Regions from separate parts of the Danio rerio genome. Here region 1 is linked to region 2. A link is a contact called in public Micro-C data. All regions are on one chromosome and are shown on one strand. The core of a region is the stretch at or near the end of the contact, and the rest is flanking DNA. Distances in the headings are between cores, read along the strand shown. Region 1 holds the start of rab5if (RAB5 interacting factor). Region 2 holds the start of tp53inp2b (tumor protein p53 inducible nuclear protein 2b).

Region 1 (5,362 bases), core at 2,167-4,666, 270 kb before region 2:
TTACTGTATGATTTGTTTATGGATAAAACAAAGACCATGCAGGTCAGGTAGTTTAAACGGTAGGCTACAAATAATTAATTGGTCATTAATTAATTAATTATTCATAATCGAAAATCGAATCGAATCGTGCCTTTAGAATCGAAAATGTAATCGAATCGAGGATTTGGAGGATCGTGACACCCTTAATCATTTTATTAATAATTTTGACATCAAAAGTAATTGTTTTGAATAACCGTGATTACAATCATGACCAAAGTAATCAAGTTTATGATTTTTCCCAAAATTGAGCAGCCTTATTGAGTGTGTTAACTAGCAATATTAGGAGTTAAGAAATGCAATCCAATGTGTTTTTTTTTCTTGATGGGGCAGTTAAAGGGTTAAAATAGTTAAGCAGAATTTCAAAATGCGCCAATAATAATTATGACATAACGTTATGAGCACAGTGTGACAGCTTGTGCATAGTCTCCATGTTGTTTATCACGCTAACATTACTGCAAAAATCCTGCTTATCTTTCTATTTCTGAGAGAAGGGTTTCTGCATGTTTTTCAGAATGAAATAACCTCTATTCCTCATGTCATATTTCACTGGAATAATTTTTTTCATGATATTCCTTGGAAGATTGTGTGGTCTTTACCCAATAAATTTTTAATCACAAACAAGGTTAAAGAGGTTTCCTTCAAATTGCTACATCGAGTTTATCCGGTGAATGTTTATATGAAAAATGCTTCCTGAGAAGGATCCCCTTTCTTCCTTTTGTGGGAATTAGATGAATCTGTCAACTATCTTTTTGGGAATGTGCCCATGTTAGGATTTTTTGGAAAGAGTTCAGTTTATTTACATGAGCTGTTTTATTTGGTTTTATTTGGTTTTTATCATGTTGATAAAGCAAAAAACATAAAAAAAAATTAACAAATCTTATTTATTTTACAAGCAGTTTTTTTTTATTATTTAAGCTTTATTGCAGAGAGATACAATTCACAGCATCAGCAGACATACGTCACTGGATTTTACTGTATAAATTCCCTAAACAGCTACCAAAAAGAAAACACAGATTTCTTAAAAACAGCGACAGAACACATCCCTTTGCCTTATTTTGCATTATCTAATCAAAACTATATACAGAGGGGGGAAAAAAAGATAAAAGAATAAAAATGGGGGGTGCAATTAATATAACCAGTAAAAAAAAGTCTTACAATTCTATAGAAGAAAAACATTAGGTTGAATGGGAGTAATGTACTCAATCCATTTAAACCATAAGTCAACAAATATATCTATTTGGTCGTGTACACTGCATGTCATTTTCTCCATAATGAATATATTTTTCAAAACATCAATCACATCTTGCATTTGTGGTGGATTAGGTTTATACCAGCATCTAGTAATGGCTTTTATTTAATTTTACTAGCAATTTTTTTATACACAAATGCACATTTTTGTCTGTAAAGCCCGTTTCTTATTTTTTTGCAAAGATTTGAAATATTATTTGGATACAATCTCAACCTCCAGCAACGTTAAAGTTTTAAAATCAATAACACTTAGTGAATCTTATAGTGTTGTCTCTTTTCTGACTGTATTCTATGGGACTTTGCTTTAAGATAGATTAAAAGTGATCTATTGTAATTTATATTACCCCTGAAATCTTTTTTTGTTTGTTTGTTTGCTCTGTTCTGTTGTCTATGTTTGTTGTTATGGGATGTATACCTTTTCTGCACATATATTTATATTTTCTATACATTTCTGTACTCTTGTTGAACTTTCCAATAATGAAAAAATAAGGTAAAGTTGGGTTTTATATTCAGACTTTCTCATTAACATATTTCAGAAATTTACTAAATGCAAATTCTAAATGGTGAAATCATATTAGCAGCCAATGACTATCAAAGAACAACAATGATCACAGTCAATTAAATAGTGCTAATGTTGTTTTGAATATGGAGGTAAAGTTAGTTTTATATTCACACATTCGTTCATTTAGAAGTCTCTATATTGTTTATCATGTTACTTAAAATATTCGATAGGAATTAGCATGCAAGAATGACTTCTAAACAACATTAGCACTATCTAATCGACTGTGAACAATGGTGTACTTTGATAGTCATTTGCTGCTAATAGGATTTGACTATTTAGAATTAGCAAATAATATTTTTCTGAAATTATATAATTAAGGAATAGAGGTAAAGTTAGTTTTATATTCACACATTCGTTCATTTAGAAGTCTCCGTATTGTTTACCATGTTACTTTGAATATTCGATTGAAATTAGTATGCAAGTAGGACTTCAAAACAACATTAACACTGTCTAATTCACTGTTAACAGTGTTGTACTTTGATAGTCATTGGCTGCTAATATGATTTACCTATTTAGAATTTGCAAACAATACTTTAATGAAAATATAGTATTAAGGAAAATGTCTGAATATCCAAATATAAAACCAAATTTTACCTCTATCATTAACACTGTTTATTTGACAGTGAACTATGTTGTACTTTGATAGTCAATGGCTGCTAAATTGATTTGGCTATTTAGTGTTTGCAAATAATACTTTTATGAAATTATATTATTAAGGGGAAAGTCTAAATGTGCGAATGTAAAACTAACTTTAACTCTATAATTTCAGTCAGAATATTCAAAGTACCATGGTAAACAATACAGGGAGCTTTCACTGAACGAATGTGTGAATATAAAACCAACAATATTAAAAAAAAGTTACTGCGAAAATATTTAGAAGCTTGCTGACTTTGTATATACTTACAATAAATTTCAAAATAACAAAAAAAAACTTAATATTCGGTCTAAAAAGAGCATTCAAGCACGACTTCAAAACAAAATGAGCAAATAATACTTTTCTGCTTTTTTATTAAGAGGATGAAAGTCTGAATTTGCGAATATAAAAACTAATCTTCGCACATTTTAGTGGCATACGATAATAAACGAGGATCAGCTCATGACCGCAGTATCATTAATCTCTTTAAAGAGCCCAATCCCTACTGAACACGATGACACCTACAGCCCTGAACCCTAAACAGTGAACATGCCAACAGCACATTCACAAACACCTGACAGCATCTGCTTTAACACATTACAGAAACATCTAGTACACTAGTAAAAGATACTAGTCAGAATTAGCCTAAGTGTGGATGGGTGCAAAATCAGACCTTCTCTTCCCACACTGCTTTACAGCTGATGGCTTTGCTCCATGTGGACTGCTTTACTCCTCCATTCACCGCATGAACCTCCTCTTTCCGCTTCGAGCTGCTCGACATGATCCACACCGACTGCAGACACGGTAAAACACGCGATATGACTCCAAATGTTCGGTTTTAGTGGCGGAATTCAAGCGCAGGGGTTCAGATTTGCTGCTTTTCGTCCCACATTGACACAGCTCACGAAATCGACTCCGCGCACGCGCGCCCGAGTCATGACCTTGCTGTGCCAACCAATGAGCGAGTGCGACGTCTCCGCGCTCAGCCAATAAGAAGTCAGAACCGACCTCAGACGCATGCGTGTAGTCACATCACGCCCTCTACAGGTGAACCGTAATTAGCGCAATATAAGAGTAGGGCAATTAATGAATAATGAATGAAATGTACGTGCAAGCCCAATATTTTTATGGTGTTTTTTGTGTAATTGTTGTTGTTTTTCTCTCTCTGTATGATATCATGTCTTATTTCCCTGTTATTGCATATGTTTGACAATAAAAAGGGGGGAAGCTAATGTTTTTTCCATGCTGATAAACTTCTGGTGACTTGTCATTGTGTACTTTTTTTCCACTGTATACAGTTCCTTTTACAGCATCGATGTTGTAATGTCATTAAAATACATTCAGTTAAATAAACTTTGGCATTCATTTAGTTTCTCAAGCGTAAAACGAGACAAAAAGCCGTTTACTTGCACGCGCCTGTCAAAATCTGAAGGCTAGGGCAAAAGCTCCATTGAATATACTGAGGTAAAATAAACGGTCATATTATAAAGACATGGCGGGGGAACGTGTAATTTAATGCAGTGCTTCTTGTACAATTCAGGACCCACTTTATATCGGAAATCATTCAGCCAGTGGAGATCTGTGATTTTTAAAGAAAACAGACCTTAAACGCGCCGGTTTTTGCATTGGCATACAGTTCGCCGGAAGCGCTTAACCTAGGTTAGTGGCAAATTAAAAGTCCCATTACCATGCTTAGGCATATACCCTACTGAATGAGTTCCGTTTGAGCTCATTTCAGTTTTGTTTCATTTATTACAGCTCTCATTCATCTCTAATATGAACTAGTAATTACTAAATCTGTATTAAAATGTGTTCTACAGATTACTAAAAAAGATAATTCATCGTAAAACGTACTTACTATTTACTCTCCCTCAAGTGGTTCCAATCCCAGGTAGCAAAGAATTCTGGCCCAGATTTGGCATAAAGCTGGCACAGCAGGCATTCGTCCGGCACTGGCATACAGCATGTGGGCCAAATATGGCCTAGGTTTGGCCGAGGTGTCACTGTCTAAATGTGGCTCTCAAGACTTGGGCCAGATATCATATGTAGTATTTGGCCCAGATGTTAAAATGTATATGTGGGCCACGTAGGGTTGGCCTATCTTTACCCACTTTTAAAATACATTAAAGTTATTTTTGAGTAAAGAAAATAATCTATCAATCAGGTCGCTTCAAGAAAAAGCACAGCCATAAGGAAAAAACATTGACACACCAACATTATTTGGCCCATTTATGGGTATTACCTTGGCTGAGACTTGGCCCAGATATGGTCCACGTTTATCTATGTATGGAATTTAGACTCGGTCCAGCCATGTACCGTAATTCACTGCGGCATGTGGGCCAAGCAAATGCTGATGGTGTGGGCCAGATCTGGGCCAGAGAAATTTTGCTTTATTAAGCAGTGTTGTGGAAAGTTGCTTTAGAAATTAATTAATTAGAATATCAGGTTACTCCCCAAAAAAGTAACTAGTTGTGTTACTTATTAGTTACTTTTTATGGTGAGTAATGTGTTACTTTTGAGTACTTTTGAGTTACTTTTGCGTTACTTATCCTGACATGTTTTCCAGAGATAGGTTGCGGCTGGAAGGGCATCCGCTGCGTAAAAACTTGCTGGATAAGTTGGCGGTTCATTCCGCTGTGGCGACCCCGGATTAATAAAGTGACTGAGCCGAAAAGTAAATGAATGAATGAATGATATCCTGACATGGCTGAGGCTTGATCTCTTTGTTCTTTTCAAGAAAAACTTGTATCCAATACCTCTTTTCAAGAACTATTCATATATAGCGACAATTACTATTATTTATGTTATATATATATATATATATATATATATATATATACATATATATATATATATATATATATATATATATATATATA
Region 2 (5,026 bases), core at 2,482-4,981:
AAATGAGAAAAAGAAGAGCAGAACTGGTCAAGAAAACCGAATCAAAAAAATTATTTAGGAGTAAAATCTCAAACTAGAAAAAACTGAAAACTGAATTGTCCCAACACAAATTGATCAACTTAACCGTTTTTACAAACTTAAAACAATTAAGTTGTTTTGCTGACAAAAAAAAATTTAGGATTGAGCTGTTTTAACTCATTTTTAATAAGTAGTTTGAACAAGCAAGTCATTTGAGTCTATCTATCTATCTATCTATCTATCTATCTATCTATCTATCTATCTATCTATCTATCTATCTATCTATCTATCTATCTATCTATCTATCTATCTATCTATCTATCTATCTATCTATCTACCTATCTATCTGTCTGTCTGTCTATCCGTCTATCTGTCTGTCTATCCGTCTATCCGTCTGTCTGTCTATCTATCTATCTATCTATCTATCTATCTATCTATCTATCTATCTATCTATCTATCTATCTATCTATCTATCTATCTATCTATCTATCTATCTATCGGTCTGTCCATCCGTCCGTCTGTCTATCTATCTGTCTGTCTTTCTGTCTGTCTGTCTGTCTATCCGTCTATCTGTCTGTCTATCCGTCTGTCTGTCTATCTATCTATCGGTCTGTCCATCCGTCCGTCTGTCTATCTATCTGTCTGTCTTTCTGTCTATCTGTATTTCTATCTATCTATCGATCTGTCTATCCGTCCGTCTGTCTATCTATCTATCTATCTATCTATCTATCTATCTATCTATCTATCTATCTATCTATCTATCTATCTATCTATCTATCTATCTATATGTCTGTCTGTCTATCTATCCATCTATCTATCTATATATCTATCGTTCTGTTTGTCTGTCTGTCTATCTATTTATCCATCTATCTATTGGTCTATCTGTCTATTAATTTATCTGTTCATCCGTCCATCTATCTATCCATCTATCTATCTACATCCATTTGCATTAATAATTTGTTAATCTTAAATTAATCAAAATGTCAATTTGCTTAATAAAAAATAGTTAAATGGCTGAAGATAATTTATTTAACCTGCAAATAAAAAAAAGTGATGCACAATTCTCTAAAAAATAAAAAATAAGAGACCACTTTATAGGCTCTCTGGATTTTTTAATAATGGGCAAGTGTACAATGTTTATTTGTGTTTTATTATAAACACTACTGTACAAAAACTAAGAAGATTATGATTTAAAGCAGGGATCACCAACCCTGATCCCAGAGGCTTTCCATGCAGCTCCAGCACACCTGTAATTAGGAGCACCTTGATTAGCTGCTTCAGGTATGTTTGACTGGGGTTGCAATCTAGAGGATGGTAAACCTCCAGGAGCAGGACGATGATTTAGAGCACTTCATTTTACAATCTATAGCTAACAGTCAAATAAAAAAAAAAAAATCCTAATGTTTTCCGACATTAAATATAGGAGGGAGAAAACATTTACACATGAGCAATTCCAGCGTTATGGATGTGACATTTGCAGTAAAAATTCAAAACAGAAAAAGTATATGTTAACATTATATTGAAATATGTTTATATTTTACAAAACAACTAACCACAGAGGTTTGAGATCAGAAAAATATCAATCTGTAAACAACATTTCGGTTTTAAATGAGGGAAATAAGCATGTGTTATGGATCTGACTTAGCGAGTTTAAAGTACACAACATACTTTGTAGAAATTCTCTAAATTAAACTGGACATCCCAAAAGAAACAATAATAATCTAAGGAATAAAAGTTGGCTCTCTATAGAACAAACATTTTTTTAACCTTCAAATAACAAACAGACATGTTCAACTTCCGTAGTTAAACATATATAACATTATATCCAAGCAGCATACAATAAACAAAACAGTACAAATAATAATAACATAAACAAACCATAAATAATACAAAAGAAAATACATTACATTCAGGGAGGGTCAGTCCCATATAAGTTGACAAAAGCTTAGAGAGCTTTGAGGAACCTTTTGTTTTTCAGCTTTTTATAAATTTATATAAAATGTTTAAATAATTTTTAAATGCTTTGAAACAAAGAAAAACTTCAACAAATCTACATTTGTGAATATAAAATGTTGCTACAATCAACAGATTATTACACAGAAACGCAATTTGTTTTTCATAAAAATGCCAAATTTCTATAGAATAAACATGATTGATTTTAATTTGTTCAACATTTTTGCATTTATGAGGAAAAAGCTTCCGTTATGGATGTGCCATCTCTCCATTATGGATGTGACATATGTGAAAATGTGGTTTTGGTAAATCAAATATAATAACAGGGACATTTTTGAGTATTTTTACAGTCCTATAAATTAAAATATAAGCCTACAAAAAAAAAAACATAGAAAGGATTTCAATATTTTGGTGAAAACTTACTCTTTTCAGGGCAATGTTGACGTTTGCATGGAATTGCTCATAAGTACAGATAAATAAACACTTTTTTCTTATGCAATAACATTAAAATCCTATTCACTGCGTCATATTTACTGAAATGAAAAGCATTTAATTTGGCTCCCGACGGCTCCCCCTGCTGACGACCTGTATATTCAATCCTGCTGCCGGTGGGCGGGGCTTAAGGAACCCTGCGTGTTTATGACGTCATTGGCGCAGCCCAGCCCATCTCAAGACTAGCGGTCAGAGGATGAAAAAACAGAGGGAACAGGATCGTTCCGATAGAAACCGACACAAACTGTTGTGACTACGGCGTTTGTGACAGAATATAAAAATAGTTTGCTTTTTTCAAAGATGCACAGAATGCACACTTAAAACTAACCAACCGTTGATTATTAAAAAACGATTTCAGCGAAAGTCTGACTGATGCCGCCTGAAAAAACAACATCAAATCCCGTTTGTACTAATGAATCCTGTGTGAATCGATGGGAAATTAGTGCAGCATAAAATATAAACGCATAACAGCAGTGAATATGAGCGCATAATGCGAAGAGAGAGAGAGAGAGACTGAGCGCAAAGGGTCAAAGCAATGACAGCTCGGATCAAGGGTATTACCATCGCTCATATAACCACACAAACCATTACAAAAAACACACATTTTCGATATAATCAAAGACTGGACGAGTATTACAACTCTATTTATCTATACGGAAACCCCCACTGCTGCTAAATGCAAACGTAAAACACAACATCAGTGACCTATAGGTGTCATTTTACGACGGATTCTGAAAGGTACACCATCGAGAACACTGCTTTCGATGAACGCATCTGTGACGAGAGCAAAACGATGATGATGTCGTGTGAGATGGTTTAATAACAGAATAACTGCTCGTGCAGAATCATCTACTGTATACCGCTGTGTTCAACTAGACATGTCCGATCTAGTTCAGTCACAACAGACGGAGCGGATTCTGCTCCACAAACAGATCTCGCTTCAACAGAACAGACAGAGGAGATGTATACAGCGTCTTACCTGCAAAATTATTCAAGTTGTAAACGCGACGACCACACAATAAAACAACAACAACAACAAAAATCTTAAAGCATAGCTTTAGGTATTCGTTTATATGAGGTAGTAAAATTCACAAAAAAATATGAAAAAGTCCTTCTTCTTAGAAGAAATCCGCGTGTAAAATCAGATTTACACGACGTTTCAGTCGTGGGATCTGCGGCTTGTACGTTATTTTCCCCAGCAGATACTGTTGGTGATGTTATTGCTTCGCCCAGCTGATCCGCAGATCAGAATACAGAACGTACAAAACAGCTGATTGTGATGTCACGGCGCTCGTAGCAACGGTCAGAGCCACGCCCACTCCCTCAGCTGGACCAATCAGATGTTTACACCAGACCGAGAGCAGTAAATGAAGCGGTGGGGGTTGGGCAGATATGCCTCATCATTCGCTTCACCTTAAACAATCGCATATGAAATCATAAATCAGCGGTGGAGCTCAGCGTACAGTAATGCTGGTGCTGTGTTTTGGGTTTGGTGTTTACAAAACACCAGAATAATACTGATACTGATGTTTAATATTGATAACTGAAGGACATTTCAGCTACAAAATGCACTTACTTTCTGTAGCTGTAATGTCATTCAGTTATCAAAACGTCAACAGTTATAACAAAATAATGTAATGTTATGAAGAAAAGCTATAAAATGTAGTCTGATGTGAGCAAACGCATTGTTGATGTGTAATTCTAAAGTGTTTTGAAAGGTGTAAAGAGATTTTATTTAATTTATTAAATCCAATCAACAATAGCCAGACATAACTATCATGATATTCAGATTAATAATCTCTCTCTAACCTGAGTAATTCAGAAAAATAGACTTTTATTGTTAATTTTTACTGCATTACGTGTAAATAACACACACAAAACATATTGGACGTCTGTTCTTAGCACAATATGCTGGTGAAGAGATGGCAAGGAACAGCATTTGAGTTAGCACAGTCTCTTAGTTTCCTTCTCTTTCTGCTTGATGCTGATCTTTTTTTTGTTAGGTTATTTATAAACATTTTGTTTATTTGTATGTTTATATGTTATACACTATATATCTGGCATGTCTCAGCCAGAATAAATTATAAATAAATTGTTTTTGAAAGGCAAAAAAAAAAAAAAGTTTCCATCTCATATCATTGCCACTTTGCGTTTTTAAAGGTGTCTGTTCAGGATATAATGTGACCGCGCTGTCTGGAGTCTGGGTGTAATTTGATCAGTGCAGTGCTCGTGTCTCTTTAAACAGTGTTTGTAAATATTGCCTGTCCCGCCTTCTCCACATTCCTCAATTCCCTCTCGCCGCGGGGGCGGGGTTTAAACTGCCACGCGTCACATTTGACCAATCATAACTCACAGTCTGAAGACAGACGTGTGAGCAACCTATGTGGAGCCGCGGATTGATGACAAGACCTTGATGGTTGACTGGCCTGTTAAAGCGTCTTTAGAAAATAACTCAAATGCTGTTCCTTGCCATTTAGATTCTTTTCACCAGCATATTTGTGCTAAGAACAGACGTATAGGTTTTGTGTGAGTTGTTTACACGTAATGCAGACAAAATTAACAA

Evidence for each region. A called contact is a pair of places that touch in the nucleus more often than the background predicts.
Region 1: a Micro-C map of caudal fin shows a contact between it and region 2, with 4 times the contacts expected there. The contact joins the promoter of rab5if here to the promoter of tp53inp2b in region 2. A contact is called at or near these places in 2 of 18 Hi-C or Micro-C datasets (caudal fin and hematopoietic stem cells).

Annotation. Positions count from the first base shown.
Region 1 is chr23:2,906,796-2,912,157 of GRCz12tu, reverse strand. rab5if (RAB5 interacting factor) reads right to left here and starts at 3,416. Exons shown (of 4, transcript NM_199850.2): 1 at 3,157-3,416. The coding sequence starts at 3,264.
Region 2 is chr23:2,634,028-2,639,053 of GRCz12tu, reverse strand. tp53inp2b (tumor protein p53 inducible nuclear protein 2b) reads right to left here and starts at 3,731. Exons shown (of 4, transcript XM_068216826.2): 1 at 3,443-3,731.